Regions from separate parts of the Gasterosteus aculeatus genome. Here region 1 is linked to region 2. Evidence: chromatin contacts called from public Hi-C data. All regions are on one chromosome and are shown on one strand. The core of a region is the stretch at or near the end of the contact, and the rest is flanking DNA. Distances in the headings are between cores, read along the strand shown. Region 1 overlaps tox (thymocyte selection-associated high mobility group box). Region 2 has its middle 22 kb from the start of ca8.

Region 1 (6,011 bases), core at 3,388-5,887, 72 kb before region 2:
TTGTCCCGGGATCGCTGTTCCCCACTGGTCCAGCTAAATCCGTTGGTCCTATAGCAATCAGTGGGCCAAACATGGCTCCATGTGACATGACTTTGCAAGCAAGTGAAATCCAAAACTCACCTCTTCCTACCTCCCATGCTGCAGGACTGCCCTTGAGTTTAAACCCGTCTGTTGACCCTGCACATGTGCAGTCCCTCTCGCAGAGCAAGCCCCCTCCGGACAGCTCTCCTCTTGTAGCAAGTTGGAAGCCTGATCCAGTCCCGGCATCAGGCTTTTCCACTGGGGTAGGAGTACGTCACAATCTCCCAACTCAGGCCTCTTTAAGTGGGGATGGTTTGTCCGCAGTGACCCCTCAGGCTCCTGGACCAGTGACTACAGTGGAGAATCTGTCAAACAACAACAGTCAGACAGAGACTGAGGGAGTGCATGCTGGTCCCACAGTCCTGTCAGCTGCCGCCCTTCCTGAAGGACCTGCTGCACAGTTGTCAGGAGGCAGTATGCAGGGAGCAGATGTGTCTGAATCAGGTGTCTCTGCACCCAGCGTGTCCACACAGAGCGTGTCCTCCACCGGGGACGCAGCAGCTGCACTGCTGCAGCAGGAGTACCTGTCAGAGGAAGGTGGATCCTCCCCAAGGAGGAAGCTGAGGCTGGTGCTTCCTGAGAAGACGTTGAGCCGACCACCCACCGCTCTGGAGAGAAAGATACGCTAGCGGCTCTTGTCATGTTGTTGTGGACTGGAAGGGTCAGAAGAAGCATTCGTTCAAGTCATCTAAGATAGTTCAAGTTCACATGAAGAGAGGAGTGGGGTGGATGCTGTCATACCTTGTAAATATGTTGAACACTAAATGAGTGTTCCAGAGATTTATTTAGGAGTTGTATTTTTGTAATTATAAACCATAAGTAAAAAGGTTGGTGTTATTTTTGAGTTTCAGAGTTCATTTTTGACCTTTTTTAACAAAATGTCCATTAATCTTTCAACCGCTGCACAGTTTGCTCAGTTATCATTGATTCAGAGAAGCTCAATTTTCTTTGCATTTAAGTTTCACTTGTGTAAAAAGTTATTTTGGACTTTTTAATGCAATTCTTGATCTTAAAGAAAGCTATTGACTAAACAATCTTACCTCCAGGTATATTTAGTAGCTTTTGTGGGGCTGTTTGCACTGTAAAGTTCCAGCTCTAGGACTCCATGAAGAGCAAGTGATAAGCTCAAAGCTCAAAGTCGTCTAATGGGATGTTTTGTCTGCAAGGTCACCAGTTGCCATGTTGAATTTAAAATGTAGCACCTTTAAGTATGTAGTACGATTCAGTAACTTCACTGACATCACATCACTTTCATTTTCTAATTACTGAACACCAGATACTGAGACAAAATTAAAAAAACAGCGGTGACGTCACTGACACCCCAGTGATCGGGGCAGCCCATGGACCTGAGCACTACAGTAACAGAGGCTGCAGGGACTCACACCTCACACCTCCAGGCTGATTCTGTGTGTCACTGCTGGATTGGGTTTTGTTTCGTTGGCACCAGGACGGTTGTTTGCAGCAGGTTGGGTTTCACTGGTCACACTGCCGACCTCTAAACGCGGCCTGCAGGTGGATCGGTTTACACTTCCCGAAGGTGCCATGTCAAGAGTGCTGCTAATTTGCCAAGATGAGAAACAACATTTTACAAAAGCCTTGTGGCTTTTCAATGCAAAGTGCGCTTACACAGGAAAGGAGGGCGTGCTCTTCCTTTCTGTGCCATAAGAAATCCAGCCGCTCACTCAGCCAAAGTTGACAACCATTAATTAATCTATCAATAATTTATTGATGCTAAAATACTCCAAGCAACTACTTAAACCTGTATTAATATACTGTATTTTCTTTATCCAACTGTGGGAAGCTGAGGTAGCTTTAAAGCAGACCTCGTCACCTTAAACAGGTCAGCAGGTTAAGCTTCTCCGCTACGCACCAAGCAGACACGTCATTCGTTCAGGTACTTTTCTCATATGCTCCTGAGGGAATAAAATCTGCTCCACTATGTTCACGGGATAGTTTGATGCCTGGGCAGGTCGCAATGGCTTCATCAGGACCTTTAGCTGTAAACAACTAGCTGCTTAAAAAGAGGCAGATTCTAAACGATACAGTGAAGTTGTGTTGTAGGCCGTCTGCCACGAAATCCAGGGCTCCCAAATCTCAATTGGGGTTTTGACCCTCAGTGTACCTTTATTTGGTAGCTATCCAGGCATTAGAGGCCATGGCTTATACACACCTGACCATCAGTGAAGGTCTATCCAGGTCCTGCTTCAGCATTCACTTCATCTCTCCAGTTTAAATGGTTAAAAAATGACTCTGATACACTTTTTTACACTAAAATCCGGTGACAGGATAAGGGACAGTTGTCATTTAGCCCAAAGTCAAATTGAAAGGACATGTATGGACAGGAAGTAGCTGCAGCCCTCCCGTGCGGCCCGGCAGGGGGCAGTGTGTCCTCACTGAAGGCCGCCTGTTCCACAGCGGTGGGCTTCATGGCGGACAGAAGGGAAATGACACTTTCTGGACACAAAATGCAACCAACCCAATGAGCTTAATCACATTATTTCACAAAGAAATTCATTTATTTAAAGGCGGATTTGAAGGAGAACGGAATCAAAACTGTTGGTATGTCACAATGTTGAAATTATTTAGCCTCCTCCCCAGAAAAAGACAGAAACATGTCCCATATTGTGTAGAGCTTCAGGATCCCCTGAACAAATTACGGACTACGGACAGCGAGTATGAGAATAGGGTTGTTACTAAAGAGCAGCAGCCTGAACTGACTGACCCCCCCTCCTCTCCCCCAATGTGGGCTTGTTGCTTCTGATGGATGAAAATACTGCACTTGAGATGTATACACAAGTCTCTCATGTAGTCCAATAAACGGTTTCAGCTCCCTTTTGGTCTCCACCAACTCGTGAGGATAAGTGAACCAAATCGACCTCTGGGGGGGGTTCAGTCTGCACCGACCAGCCGACGTCTCCCTCTCCTGCACAGCGGCACGGCTCACGTGGCCAACAAACTTGTTTTGACAATAGATTAAAAATACATATTTTCTGGAACTTCAGACATTTGTTCTGCAATTACAGCAGAGCTGATTTGCATACACGCAAAGGCCGGGACCCAAAGGTCTTACGGAGATAAAAGTTTGCATTATTATGTGGCGTCATTAGAGCTGCTGTCACAAACCACTCGGAAACAAAGGAGGAGAAAAGGCAGGTTTGGAGTAATGACTGCACATCAATGCAGCGCTGACTTTATTCTCAAACACATTATTAGAATCCAAAAATAAGAAAATCTTCATGGTTGTTGTTGCCCAGAGTCCTTTCATCTGCCAAAAAAAACACATTAATACAAAGAGATACAGAGCAGAGAGAGAAATGCGTCCCTCATCATCATTAACACTAAAACAAAACTTGTATTTGATTATAAAAACAACAATAAAACACAGCCAACCCAGCAACAGTTATAGTTTCTTATTAAATAGCCTCTGTGCACAGAGAAATAGAGATGACATAGAGACCGTGCGCCCCAACCAACCTTCTCATTAACACTTCACTCACACACTCGCACGCAGTTTGGATCCGAATCAATATCACCAACGGACATATGCCGCGAGGAGGAGCTGTCAGCGGCCAAAGGACTATTTTCGTTTCTTTTCTCCCCCCAACAAAGAATTGTTTGACATTTCGTTGTCTCAAGGACTAAAATACAATGAATTTGTAGCGTCGCTGCGAGAACAATGAAAGCTCTTAAATCGCACACAATTAAAGCGCTGCGAGTTCAGTGCGTGTGGGACTTGAGTCCATCCGGCATCATCTCACAGTCTATTACAGGAAGTGAAGAACAGTTTGTGGAGGATTTGGTTACTTATTGTTTGCGTGCTGTGTTCCCTTTGGTCGCAGAAGGAGACATCAGATCAAAAGAAAAAGAAAAGAATGAGTCAATTGGCTTTAAATCGACAGCTCAAACCTTTATGTTACAGTAATTTACACTTGGCTCCTCAGAGCTTTTTGGAGCTGACAGTAAACGGCGTCTTTACCAAATGAAGAACTAGATAAGGGGTTTCATTTGTTTAGGGAGGACAGGATATTAGACAGAACGTCCCTTTGTGAGGAGTATGTACACCTATGGTCGTGGTTCACAGCACACCGCCTCTCCGCGCTGGGATACACAACTTCAATTCAAAGCATAGCAATCGGTCCAGACAATCGGTAGAAAAAAATAGAGCCAGAAACCGGTACGACCGGCCGTGGGACATGCAGGGACCGGAAACTTTTTGCAGCAGAAAAGTCCCCTTCTGCTGCTCAGGCTTCTGGTTGGAGCGCTGAACTCGGGTGTAGCTCGCGTGTCGGTGGGTGAGTCCTCCGTGGCGGGTCAGGCTTGTCGTGTGTTCCTCGGCGTGGAAGATTTGCCGTCATCTTGTCCTGAGATTAGCTCAGATAGAGAGGTTTGTCCCTCTGCAGGCCGCTGCTGGAGGAGAGAAAACACTCGGTGAGGTCACAGGAACCCGACACCGCACCACAGGTCACCACAGTCCATCGCGCCCGTCAGGGGCAGCTGGGAAGCAGCCCACTCTCAATCAAAGTATCAGAGAGCCTGCTTGACCCAGCACGTACCGATGGGTGTGGCCAGAAATGTAACCGCCCCCAATAGTGATGTCACAGTGTCGTTGGCTACAGCTGCACCTAACTGTGGCAATGCGTGAAGAAGGGCAGCGAAAACGTCATTTTACTCTTCAAAGACCCTAAAACCCTACCCGTTGCCATGGTAATCGTTGCTCCAGTCCAGAGAGGGGTGGTGGTTGGGCGCGTGTCGACCAAGCTGATGGTAGTCCACTGATGATGACATCATCCCTCCGCCGTTAAGCATTCCTCCCCCTATTTGCTGGTAGTCAGACTGGAGGGATGGATGGTAGCCCTGGAATTATAACAAAAAGCACTTGGTGTATAAAAGGTGCCTCATTAAATAACGTAACCCTTTTACATAGAAGATGTTTCCTGGTTTTGGGAGGTTGAACCTTGAGGCTGAAGTGCCTGCAGAGCAGCTCTATACGGTACTGCTGAGCATTTTCTACGGCTAAGAACACATGCAGGTCCCATGCGGTGGTTTCGGAGCACCAGGGTCCCTTTTGAAAACCTTTCATTAAATTGCCGTATACAGTCGGCCCCTCCCAGTGCTGGTTCTGGTTCCTTAGTGCCTCCCTCCCCTCCGGCGGGTCCAGCACTACGTCCTGGGTCTCCAGCGCTCTGCTGCTGGAGGAGGAGACGCTGTCCTTGTCCCTCCGGAGCTCCGACTGCAGGTCAAAGGCTGCAGGGAAGTGGAACTGGGTCGGTGCAGGTGGACCCGCTGGAGTCTGAGCTGAAGGAGGTTCTGGTGATGTTCACATCTGACTTGAGCAGACTCCAGTGAGAAGAACATTGAAGACATGAACAATCCTGTCGCTGGAGGGCTTCTTTTCTGATGTTGTACATCAAACTATTGATTTCTGCCCCTGGAACTATTTTGCTTCAGTAAGCTTCCGCCTGTCAGCCTCCCGGGAACTGATGTGGTCTAAGGACAGAACCCACGTTCTCAGTGAGGGTTAGCTGGAACTATGCTTGAGACTTAGAGTGACATATATGTATGCTCTTTACCTCCTAATCCAATCACGAATAATCAATAACTTCAGCCCTTTCTTGAGAAATCCCATCTTTTGAACTTCTGCTCAGTAAAAGTAACCAAGTGATAGTAGCCTGAACATCCATCACCACACGGCCGAGAAGAAGAGTCAGGAGGACCTTAGAAACTCCTTTCAGCTCTTTAGTAATGGTTTAAGGTTTTACGTTGGTCAGAAGTGGTTGAAAGCTGAGATTGTCTGCATTGGTGGCAGTGCAGGAGCAGGTTTGAACGTGAGATCCATCATAGTGACAGTAGGTGTCCTCACGTCCTCCTGCACCCTCACACAGTCCACGACTGAACCCCCCCATCCCTCAGCCGACGGTGTCCTATCAAAC
Region 2 (5,836 bases), core at 2,146-4,645:
TGGGCCCATAGCAAGTTTAATATGAAATGAAGCAGTGTGGTTACGACGTGTCTGACGGAGAGGAGGACTAAGATGCTCCGCTAGCGTGCTTGCAGGTGATTTCTAATAAAATAATCAGTTATTATCTTTAAAATCAATACAATGTGAGATCTCTGCATCGGCCCTATGATTTAGGGGAATAAACTCTTGTGATTTGAAGGAATGTCAACATGTTTGCCATTGACTTACATCTTGATTTATTTAGGTAGAACAGGAAGTTAAAAGGGATACATGATCTATTCAGGAAGGGCTGTAAAGGTCTCCCTAGTTAACAGGTTAACATATAATAGAACTAACATTTACTAAACAAGCATCATAAACATGTCTTATGTTTATCCCCCAGCACACAAAAGAGTCTCCTTCCGACATAGTAAAGAAGTGTGGCGGCGAAAAGGTGGTTGCATATTTGGACTACACCTGCCTTCCTTTCATTGTGAAGGTGGAGCTCTTCCCACATCAATGTTAAACATTTTTAAGGACAGCGAGAGCTGGTATCTGGCATCTCACCCACATTAAGAAAACCTCACACAGCCTCCATTATGAAGCCACAGCCATTTAGTGAGGACAGTTGTGACAAATAAAGTTTTCCAAGATGTAGTTTAAGTTCTCCACATCTCATTCTCTTCTTCCCGCTATCTTGTCCCCCCCCCCGCACCCTCCCGGCTCTGTCTCCACCCCCCCTTCCTCTCTTTCCCTCATCTTTCACTACCGAGTGGGAGTGTGCTGTGGTCATTCAAGAGTTGATAATGTCTGTGCTAATGTGATTGAGGCCAAGGGCACACTGGACACACACACACACACACACATACACACACACAGAGAACGAGGTCAATAGTGTGAGAGGGTCAGACAGATGGTCAAGTAGACAAACAGCAGGGGAATTCAAACCACAATGTGTGCGCCACACACATACACACACATGCTCTTCACACTTGTGAGATATTTGATTTAATAGATATAAGTTTCTTTAAATTGTAATTATTTTAGTAAGGTTCCATTTGGACCCTAACCGTACACTTAACCGTTGGCGGAGCCTCGTCTCCAGTCTCCCTCCATCATACATCAGTTACTATTGAAATGAACAAATGTCTCAGCCACACGTGAAGTCAAGTCCAGCAGGAAACCAACAAATGATCAGTGGGTTTTCATGTACTGCCACGTATGATAAATATTCTTTTCATCACATTGCTGCAATATTTGTAGATCATGTTGGTTTTAATTTTATTCTTTTAGTCTTACTCTCTTAATTTATTTCTAGTGGGATTACGTTACATGTCATTCAGCTGACGCTTTTTTTTTCAAAGTGACTCACAATAAGTGCATTTAACCATAGGGATACAAACTCAGAAGAACAAGAAACAAGAAAGTGAAATTTGATCAAATTAGCCGATTTACAACTTTCTATAGATCCATAGAAGAGCCATTATAAGTGGTGCAATTTAGTGTTTTAGTCAAGGTAAAGTCTGAAGAGGTGTGTTGAATATTACATTACCATACAGGTCATTTAGCTGACACTTTTATCCATGGATTTTTCTTTACATTTTTGCCCAGGGAGCAATTAGGGGTTGGGTGTCTTGCTCAGGGACACTTTGACATGGGGCAGCCGGGACTCAAACCACCAACATTGCGGTTCCCAGCACACCCTCTCTACCCCTGCGCCACGACGACCCTATGACAGGTATTGTAAATATTTATTGGGCTAAGTTGTCATCATGTTCATTTAGTTGCGTCAGATACATGGATATACACCCTTACCGGCCACTTTATTGACCTTATTGGGTACAACTGTTCAATTGCTTGTTACGCGCACAACCATCTCTAGAGTTCACAGAATGGTCCAAAAAGAGGAAATGTCCAGTGAGCAGCAGTGGTGTGGACAGAAACAACACACAACACCATCTGTGAACGCACAACACAGGGAACCCTGAAGAAGATCAGCTACAGCAGCAGCAGACCACGCCGGGCAAACTGAGACTACAACTCACACAGGGTCACCACAATGAGACGATGGAAGTTTGGAAAGATGTTGCCTGGTGTGATAAGTCTCATTTCAGCTGTGACATTCAGATGGTCGGTCAGAATGTGGAGCAAACATGAAAGCCTGGATCCATCCTGCCTTGTACCAACGCTGCAGGCTTCTGCTGGGGTGATGGTGGGGGGGTATTTTCTTGGCACACTTTGGGCCCCATAGTACCAACTGAGTACGGTTTAAATGTTGCAGCTTACTGTGGACTGGCCGGCTGATCACGGATCCCATCGCCCCTTCTGAGACGAAAAAAACAGGATCGAGTTTAAAAATGATAACCAATTCACTAACTAACAGAAGGAATACAATTAGAACGTGAAATACAGTATGAATAGTATAATATTTTCATTCTGGTCCCCTGGTCCAAGTCTAAAGCGACTTATAAAACTCCCGGGGTGTGTCCTTTGTGTGCAACCGAATGTGATTGGCTGCACATTCAAACGTGTCTCCTTTGTGGTCCAAGTTATCACATGACTCCCTCCTGGCTCCATCTGACGGCCAAATCTGAAATCCCTCATTGACCTGACCGATCCCTGTTCACTTAATACGACATTCAATGATCCCATCTTTGGCTTAAAGCTTCATCATGTAAACATGACATAGCATGCATAATAACATCATCTGATAGATGGTACATTTTAATAAAAACACATCTTAAATCATCACAGTTCATCACATTTTAACCATTATGTGCTCTTCTGCTTAAATCCCTAACACAACCTGAGTATTGTTGCTGACCGTGTCCAACCCTTCATGACCACAGTGTCCCATCCTCTGATGGCTACTTCCAGCAGGATGATGCACCATGTCACAAAGCTCATACCATCTCAAACTGGTGTCTTGGACATGAGTTCATTGTCCTCCATTGGCCTCCAGACCCCACATCTCCATCCAGTAGAGCACCTCTGGATGTGGTGGAACGGGGGATTCACATCATAGATGTGCAGCTGCGTGATACTATTGTGTCAATATGGACCAACATCTGTGAGGAATGTTTCCAACACCTGGTTGAAAGTATAACACCAAGAATGAAGGCAGTCCTGAAGGTATAAGGGGTCCAACCTTTGACTAGCAAGATTAGCAAGATGTACCTGACATGTATTAAGGTAGATTTATGTCTTTATCATGCAAACAAAAAAAACTGTTTTGAGAGGAAATTTCTTGCATTGTAAATGTAGTAGGTTGGAAATGCTACAAAAACAGACCCCCCACCTTTTTCTTTGTTAATAATTGCACTCTTTCAGACGTTATATTGAGGTATTACACGTTCACGTCCGTAGAGAGCGCTGTGGTGCTGCTGTGGATCCATTGGAGAGAACGTAGCTACAGGCTCCGCTCATGCGAAGCTCAGAATAAAACCAGCTCTGGTTTGAGCTTGACGCTGACGTGTGTCCTCTCTCCCTGTATCAATCCACAGACTGCACAGTGCGTCCTAGCCTGTGTAACCTGTGCTGCCGGTCCAGATTACCTCGAGGTCTGGTGCCGATAAACACAAACAAAAATCAAGTTTCTAAGTAAATATATATAAACTGAGAATACATTATTTGGTAGTTTTGCTTATGAAACGAAAATATTTGGCTGCATGACAAAAACTTTAGCTCTCAAAACAAAAAGCTTTGGTCTCGGAACTGTATGTGTGTGTGTGTGTGTGTGTGTGTGTGTGTGTGTGTGTGTGTGTGTGTGTGTGTGTGTGTGTGTGTGTGTGTGTGTCCTTGGTTTGATCACTTTTGACTGGCGATGCCCACTGACTTCAGACCAGTGAGAAGGACAAGAACCAAAACACAGAAGTCCTCCATGTGAACTAATCAAATGTGTCCTGACTTTGGCAGAAGGTTGTGTGTTAGTGCAGAATACCATCATTCACTTCAAGGAACACACACACTGAAAGCCGTGCTCCTTCAATGGTGGAGCAAACACTCCATGCATGCAGCAGGAAGGAAAATCCTTGAAGGCCCCACAGATCCGTTCGCGGTGCTGATAATCGTCCCTGATGGAAGGCTTCTCTCTTCACAGATTTACCTCCCTCCTCTTCGCACATCACCGTGGAGTCTCTCACGTCCCCACAGAGCCTCCTGCTGGTGGCCAGAGCAGCTGGACTGTGCAGCTCATGCATGGTCTCAATCCGACTCCACAGACCAACACAATGCATAGAGTTTTGTATTAACTGCTTCTTTCATTTAGGGCTGTCACAATATCAGACATTTACAAAACCATTCACATTTATTGTATATTATTCATTTATTTTTACAATGAAGGCACTTGCAAATGACGAGGTGGTGCATGAGGTAAACCATACTTTAGTGTTTCCTTTTTACATCTTTCATTCAACTTTGTTTTCTTTAATTTTTATTTAAAACAATAATTGAAAACAATGAAATATGTTAATTATATGTTTATTATTAACATGACATCAGTATTACATTATTTAATACTGGTATGTAGAAAAGAGTGCAAACCGATTTACCACGTTTGCTTCCTGTCCCATAATGCACTTTGGTAGCGTGGCTTTTTAACGGCCTCGCCTTCCTCGTTCTAACTCAATGCCTCCGAGACACCTCACAGACGTCGGCTGTGAATGATGTTGGTTTGGTATTTTCCCACAACTGAAAAAACTCATCCATAGTCTGGTAGTTTCGTATCCTTTTTTATCCCTTTAATGACTGTTTTTCTTTTATGTTTCAATATATCAATGTTCTTAATTGTTTATAAATCTCCTTGCTTTATTTTTGGATGTGTTTAATGATTTTATGTGAAGCACTTTGAATTGCCTTGTTGTTAAAATGTGCAACGAATAAAATTGCCTTGCCTCGTCATCAAATAAGATCAATTAATATCATTCTTTTATTTGTAGATTCACAGAACCAACTTCTTCACCAGGTGGGACGTCTTTAGTAGTACAAACAGGCAGGATGTCTTCTATAGTAGTAGTGTAGAAGTAGTACTAGTAAGAGTAGTAGTATTCCTCATTATGACTAAAATAATTAAAATCAGTGGATCAGTGGTCGATTTATGAGATAAAATTAAATAATACAATTCTGTCAAACATTATTTTCAGATTTGACATATTTTGTTGTATTAGCAGAGGTACTTTGCAGAAATAGAATATTTTTTGTTTTGGTATCTTCACCTTTATGGGGTGGTATGATGAGAGAAAACTTCTCTAACTGAAGTACTGGTCACATGACAACCACACAGACTTTCCAGCATTAAGCTTTTTGAAATAAAATGTGTGCAATTTGTGCTGCTCAGTGTTGATCTGTGAGAGGATCCAGCTGTGCTGATGTGTGTGTGTGTAACAGCAGGGGGCAGCATGGTTACACATAGATCATTAGGCAGGTTCCCTCGCCTGATGGAGGAGGGGAACCGGCCTCCTCCATCAGACTGATGTAACGGATGACTGAGGGCTCCGGTTAAAGTAGGAACTGTTTAATCTGTATGTGCATATAGCTGTATACGTATTACGTCATTAGATTATATATACACACACACACACACACAGTGGCTACAGTTGCCCATGAGTGGTTTGGTTGTAAAGCTGCAACTGTTCCACTCAAAAGAGTGTTCCTACAATTGCTGAACAAAGGAGGATCAGAAACTACATTCATCATTCAGCTACAAGGTTCATGTTCCATCCAATGCTCTCCAGCTGGTCACATGTCGTGATGGTCCCTCCTGTCAGGATACGCTTAGGAATTTCATTTACTAAGTGACATTTTCATTAAATGATTTACAAAATGTAATCGTAAAGGCCTCAACAGTGGAATAAATGTC

What was found. A called contact is a pair of places that touch in the nucleus more often than the background predicts.
Region 1: a Hi-C map of skeletal muscle shows a contact between it and region 2, with 9 times the contacts expected there. The contact joins two enhancer-like sites. A contact is called at or near these places in 5 of 6 Hi-C or Micro-C datasets (liver, skeletal muscle, tail fin and 1 more).

The regions. Positions count from the first base shown.
Region 1 is chr3:7,069,142-7,075,152 of fGasAcu3.hap1.1, reverse strand. tox (thymocyte selection-associated high mobility group box) reads right to left here. Exons shown (of 10, transcript XM_040171797.2): 9 at 4,775-4,935; 10 at 3,236-4,485. The coding sequence ends at 4,449. It overlaps lrrc53 (leucine rich repeat containing 53), which reads left to right. Exons shown (of 4, transcript XM_078098910.1): 4 at 1-885. The coding sequence ends at 710. Among protein-coding and RNA genes, the nearest start is that of lrrc53, 6.2 kb to the left of the region's middle. Within about 2 kb of position 4,637, at least 2 of the 9 cell types and tissues checked have open chromatin away from gene starts, as enhancers often do.
Region 2 is chr3:6,996,515-7,002,350 of fGasAcu3.hap1.1, reverse strand. No RefSeq gene overlaps it. Among protein-coding and RNA genes, the nearest start is that of ca8, 22 kb to the right of the region's middle. Within about 2 kb of position 3,395, at least 2 of the 9 cell types and tissues checked have open chromatin away from gene starts, as enhancers often do.